Linked DNA regions of Sus scrofa: region 1 is linked to region 2. Evidence: chromatin contacts called from public Hi-C data. All regions are on one chromosome and are shown on one strand. Each heading gives the region's core, a stretch centred on a gene start, on an enhancer-like site or on the middle of the called end of the contact. The rest is flanking DNA. Distances are from core to core; before and after follow the strand shown.

Region 1 (2,700 bases), core at 118-2,617, 250 kb after region 2:
TGTGCTGGCACCCTGACCTTCAGACTGTGAGAAATAAGTTCCCTTCGTTTACGCCACCTGGTCTGTGGCATTTTGTCAGGATACCTGGAGCTGATTCATGCACTTGGGTTCAGTCCCCTTGACCTCAGGCTTCCCGTGGGTTCAGAGGGCAGGATATTGCATGTGGAGGCATTACAGGCTGGCTACACCCTTCTACCAAAAGTCACAGCTCCAGCCAGGTGGCCCTCTCCAGGTAGCTATCCTTCCTGGATTCAGGTAACTACTCCTTCCTCCTGTCATTTCAGACCAAAAGGCAATAGGGTCGTACACTTGTGATGTCCCTCAAGCCTATCCACATAAATCTACCCACATAAATCGTCCTTTTATTCGAATGTTTCTATTACTCAATTTCAGTTTGTTACCTATTTCTTATCTGAGCTCTGACAGGATCCAACAAAACATGGGAATTGCTAAAAAGATTGTTTTAAAAATATATATATATATATAATTCCAAACATTGTTTCAGGGAGTTCTCATCATGGCTCAGTGGTAACAGACCCAATTCGTAGCCATGAAGACTTGGTTCCATTGCTGGCCTCACTCAGTGGGTTAAGGATCCGGCGTTGCTGTGAGCTGTGGTGTAGATTGCAGACTCGATTCGGATCCTGATTGCTGGGCTGTGGTGGAGGCTGGCAACTGCAGCTCCAATTGGACCCCTCGTCTGGGAACCTCCATATGCTGTGGGTGCGGCCCTAAAAAGACAAAACAAAAACAATAAATAATAAATACACCATTATTTCACTGATAAAGAGGCTGAGACCCAAGAACTCCCAATTAACTGGTAATAACTCCTCAGAGTCGCCTGAGTCACCACGAATGGGATCACACAGGACAGTGGCTGCTGCATTGCTTATAGTAGTTGGCTTGTGATGACAACGCCAGGGTGATGGTAAGAAACGAAATCTCTTTTGGGCTTTCTAGAGCTCAGCTTATTCCTATTACATTTTTCTTCCCATACTCTGTGAGCCAGGCCTTCCTTCATCTCTGGTTCCATTTTCAGTTGGTTCCACTCGCTGAAAAGTCTCCATTGTTCTCGGGGTCAGGAAACACGGGCAGGGGGAGAGCTTGTTGAGAAGTCATTGCCTAGCAACCCATCTTCCTTATTCCAAGGACAGAGGCTATTTGCATTTTGGGAAAGAGAAAAAAGCTCCCCTTCTCATGAGTCCTGGGCTAAGAATGTCTTGCTGACCGTTCCTTAAGGGAACCTTCCTTCCTCTGAGAGCTTCCCCTGGGTGGCCTTTCTTTGCCTGCTGCCGCTGTGCGTATCCCCCTTGGGGTGGGTGCCATCTTCCAAGGTGTCCCCAGAGCTGCCTAGGGCAATGAGTGCCTCTGGCACCGCCAAGCTGCAGCCCCGGGTGGGAGAGGCAGGCAGCACCGGGCTGGGGCTCAGAACATCCTGATCTCATTCCAGTGGATGTTGCTTTCCCACACTTCTTTCCTTTGGTAAAGCTTTCTTTCTTGGAAATGTGCCCCACCCAGGGGATGTGTTTTTAACCCCAACCTGCCAGCGAGTTCCTTGAACTTGCTTAGGGGAGGATGAAGCCGGCAGGGACATGGAAAGGGGAGGCGCCACGTCCTCCACTCAAAAGCTCTTAGCCAACCTCCAGGAGGAGGGAACCAAGGGAAGAGAAACTGGTCTTCTCCTCATTTGAGAAACTGAGCTGGGTTTATAGATGGAAAAGTCATCCTTCCCAACTAGAGACCTCCTACCAAACACATCACATTCTTCATCCTGCTAGGTCTTCAAGCTGAAGGGATAAAGGATGGTTGTCTCATAAGTGAGATGTGAAGAGTGATGAGATTGGAATCTGCCTTGTTTTATGCCTTAAAGAGGTAAAGAAAATCTGGCTTCAGGTTGGGCAAGACCTTGCATCTTCTGCAGCTCAGAAATGCCATCTATAAGAACTGAGGTCTTGAAGAATTACCTTGACACCTGTTGACAATGTTTAACTTATTTGAACAGCGCACAAGGCATGTACCTTGGGGTGTACCATTTCCTGAAAACCATCTCATGTCTGTGGCTATGTTGGTTCCTGGGCCTCTCTGAGATAATCCTCTTGGGGAGAAGCCCTGGCTATCCACAGATCATGCTAATCTACAACACGATAGCAGATATGGCTGGTATGAAGAGAAATGTCAGGTTTTCCATAACTTCGCATTCCTCTGTCCATTTTATGCATTTCCTTGCATACATCCAACCCAAGACAAAGAAGCCATGCAAGTCTGCATAAGGCTAATAAATAAAGAAACTTTTTTGACCACTAGAGGGATATTCCTCCAAGAGAGAAAAGGTAGAAGAAAATACCACCTAATCAATCCTCTTATCTGTAAGGCCAGGAGATGAATGCATCCAGAAGAAAATCCTGAATGATTCATGGGAGTTGATCTATGAGAAGAAAACAAAGAAACACATTGAAAAAAAAAAAAGAGCGCTCACCAAAAATTTACCTCCTGTGCAAGAACCTAAGTGCAGCTTTGTTTATATTTATTTTCATCAGACTTGTAAGTTCTCGAAGACTTGATCTCAAGTCTTCTCTGTGCAGAAAATATTCAATTCAGTGGAAGTGACTTGAGCTTAGAATGCTAGGGCTAGGAAGACGATAGAAGTCATCTGACTCATCTCCCTCATTTCACAATCGAGGCCCACACACAGAGGCCCAA
Region 2 (2,700 bases), core at 195-2,694:
AGATGGAACTGATTTCCCTTACACTTGGGACTTGTAATGAATGTGATGCTGTGCCTGATGTACATAGTAGGGTCTTAGTAAATATTAATTCTCAGTCCTTCTCCACTCATTGTATTATGGGAACAGAATAACCTTCCTACTCATGACAAGAAACAGAATGACAGGAAAAAAGGAAGAGAATTAGCTGGAAAGAGAGGAGCTCAGAGGGACTTGAAAAAAGTCTCAAACCGGAGAACAGACCAGTGACGCCTAGGCCTATTTAAAACATAGACGTGATGGTCTGGGGCCATTCCTGGTTGGATTTGGGGCATACTCCCCCAAACTTCTGCCCAGAATCTTACTTTTCTGAAACTACAAATACTTTAACTATCCCCCTCACTCACTTCCTCTCTCTCATATCTCTTCCTTCCTCTTTGATCCTTTTCTTACCTATTCCCAGCTACCCAAGATGGGAAAGGAAAGAGAAGCAGCCCACTGCATGCATGCAAGCTGGCGCCGGCATTCCAACTGCTGCCTGCAATGCTACAAAATCATTGCAATAGGGAAGAACAGACCTGACTCCATATTAGATCTCTCTCTTTTACTTTAACCTTTTTGCTACACATTTACAATGTTGCCTATAGTCTAAAATACAGGAGAGCTCATTCTCAGGGTTCTGACCTTTACAAGTACAACAATTTTCCATTCATATAGAGATACATAGTTTCAAAACAAAAAGCAACTGTTTGTCTTGTTGGAGGTTTACAGGATCTTTGGTGACCTGACCTACATGGACAGCTGCAAGAACAAAGGATTTTGATGCCAAGAAGTTTGCAACAACCAATCATACCTCCTCCCCTTTCAGTATAAAAAGAAGCCTGAATTCTGACTTGGGTAAGACAGTTATTTGGGACACTGGCTCATCATCTTCTCTGGTTGCTGGCTTTCAAAATAAAGTCACTATTCCCTGCCCCAACAACTCCTATATTGACCTGTGAGCAGTATAGTTGGGACTCCATAACATCATGTGCAAAATAAAGCACGTATGATAAACCACCAACTTTTGGGGTCGGTGTGTCACTCAACAATAGATGTCACCAGAAGAGGGAGGTACTTGGACCCTTGTTGTGGGGGAGAGTGCGCCTTGTCTAAAGAGGCAGTCGCAGCTCAGCTGGTGTAAGCATTGTGCTGGGGGATTCAGGTCTTGGATCGCCAGCTGTGATCTAACAACGAGATATTAGATACTGAATTCTGTGGAATCTCCAAATGTTTTAGAGATCAGTTTCTAATTAAAATTTTTGGAAAATAGCGTGGGCATCCCACAAAGCTGTCTATGTGCCTGTAAAGCCTGTGAGCTGCCAGTTTGCCACCTCTGTTTTCTTTAGAAGTCAAGAGAGACTGCTTGTCCTCCCCTAGCCAATGCCCTCTTGTAAACTGGGGCTATCAGCTGCAGCTAGTGGCCTCCAGCCCAGCAGGAGTGCTTCCCTATAAGGTATTAGCATATGAAAACCAGCCTTTAAGCTGGGTTTGTACATTCCCACATCTAAACCAAACAAACTGCCTCCTGTTTCCCCAGTGATTGAAGCTCTGACCCATTTAAGCCTGACAGCAAAATAGGGATTAGCAGGGGGTGTTGCTAGTGGTGTTTTGATTGGGAGGGGATGAAAGAAGTTGGAGGGAGAAGGGTGGGAGGAGGGATGATGAAGGAAAACTTCCTGGAGGACAAAGGTTCACCAGTTTTCCCTTGACATTAATTTAAGGGCAATGACATCAACAAAAATCGCTGTGAATTGTGAAGCGTTTTTGAAAAAAACAGCCCTGCGTGTTGTTTTTGGCCTTTGCTGTGAATATTTCCTCTGGGCCCTGAAGGAATTCGCCTTTACTTGAGGAGGATAGGATTGCATGCCATTCTTTATCAACTTCTTGTGTACTTTCTTCGGGATGTGGGTGAGGCAGCGGACTGTGCCGATGAGCTGACCCAGAGGTGCCCAATCCCAAGGACCAGAAGGCCTTTGTGGCCTGAGGCTGGGGATCCAAGAGGTGGGAACGTGTGACCATTGCAAAGTCAAAGTCTGTGCAGTCACAGAGGGAGAAGAGCAGCACCAGGCTGAGGACAGTTTTACAAAGAAGAGCAGAAGCATCACTGACCATTGGGGTGTCGGGGGCCTCAGCCTTCATTAACAGAATGAATGACTATATGAATAGTCCCTGAACCTCTCCGATAACAAAAAAGTGTTCTACGGCTTATTCGAAAACTCTTTATGTTTCATCTTTTATATTGAACTTATTTTGAAATGGTCCCAAAGGTAAATACTGAAATGTGTCTCTCCCATCTCAGTACCCTTGTGTTATTTTAGTCCCTCATGTAATCCATATAAACATTTGTGTATTTTTCCAGAGGTGCTGATACATTCACATAACGTAAAAACCCTTTTTTTTTTCACTCAAGAAAAAGAACGTAAGCATAACCTAAAGAATATCCCATGTTTCCATAGTTGCTCGTGTCTGTACCCTCATTCTTTCTTACAGCAGCACAGCATTTTGTTTTTCCGTCTATTATAAATTATTTAACTAGTCGTCTATTGATGTATATTGTCTCCATAGTAATTTCCTTATGAAATAATTTAGAGTATAAACTCTGTGATACGTGTATAAGTGAAATCTGATCTGTGATGAGGGCATGATTAGTCAACATTTGAAGTAGACTAAGAGTCCTTCAAT

The links. A called contact is a pair of places that touch in the nucleus more often than the background predicts.
Region 1: a Hi-C map of brain shows a contact between it and region 2, with 5 times the contacts expected there. The contact joins two enhancer-like sites. A contact is called at or near these places in 2 of 47 Hi-C or Micro-C datasets (brain and liver).

What each region holds. Positions count from the first base shown.
Region 1 is chr10:30,083,869-30,086,568 of Sscrofa11.1, forward strand. All of the region lies in intron 17 of NTRK2 (BDNF/NT-3 growth factors receptor), which reads right to left. Among named protein-coding and RNA genes, the nearest start is that of NTRK2, 340 kb to the right of the region's middle. Within about 2 kb of position 1,368, at least 4 of the 83 cell types and tissues checked have an H3K27ac peak or open chromatin away from gene starts, as enhancers often do. A contact at or near this core is called in brain, where this site is marked.
Region 2 is chr10:29,830,762-29,833,461 of Sscrofa11.1, forward strand. No RefSeq gene overlaps it. Among named protein-coding and RNA genes, the nearest start is that of AGTPBP1, 390 kb to the left of the region's middle. Within about 2 kb of position 1,445, at least 14 of the 83 cell types and tissues checked have an H3K27ac peak or open chromatin away from gene starts, as enhancers often do. A contact at or near this core is called in brain, where this site is marked.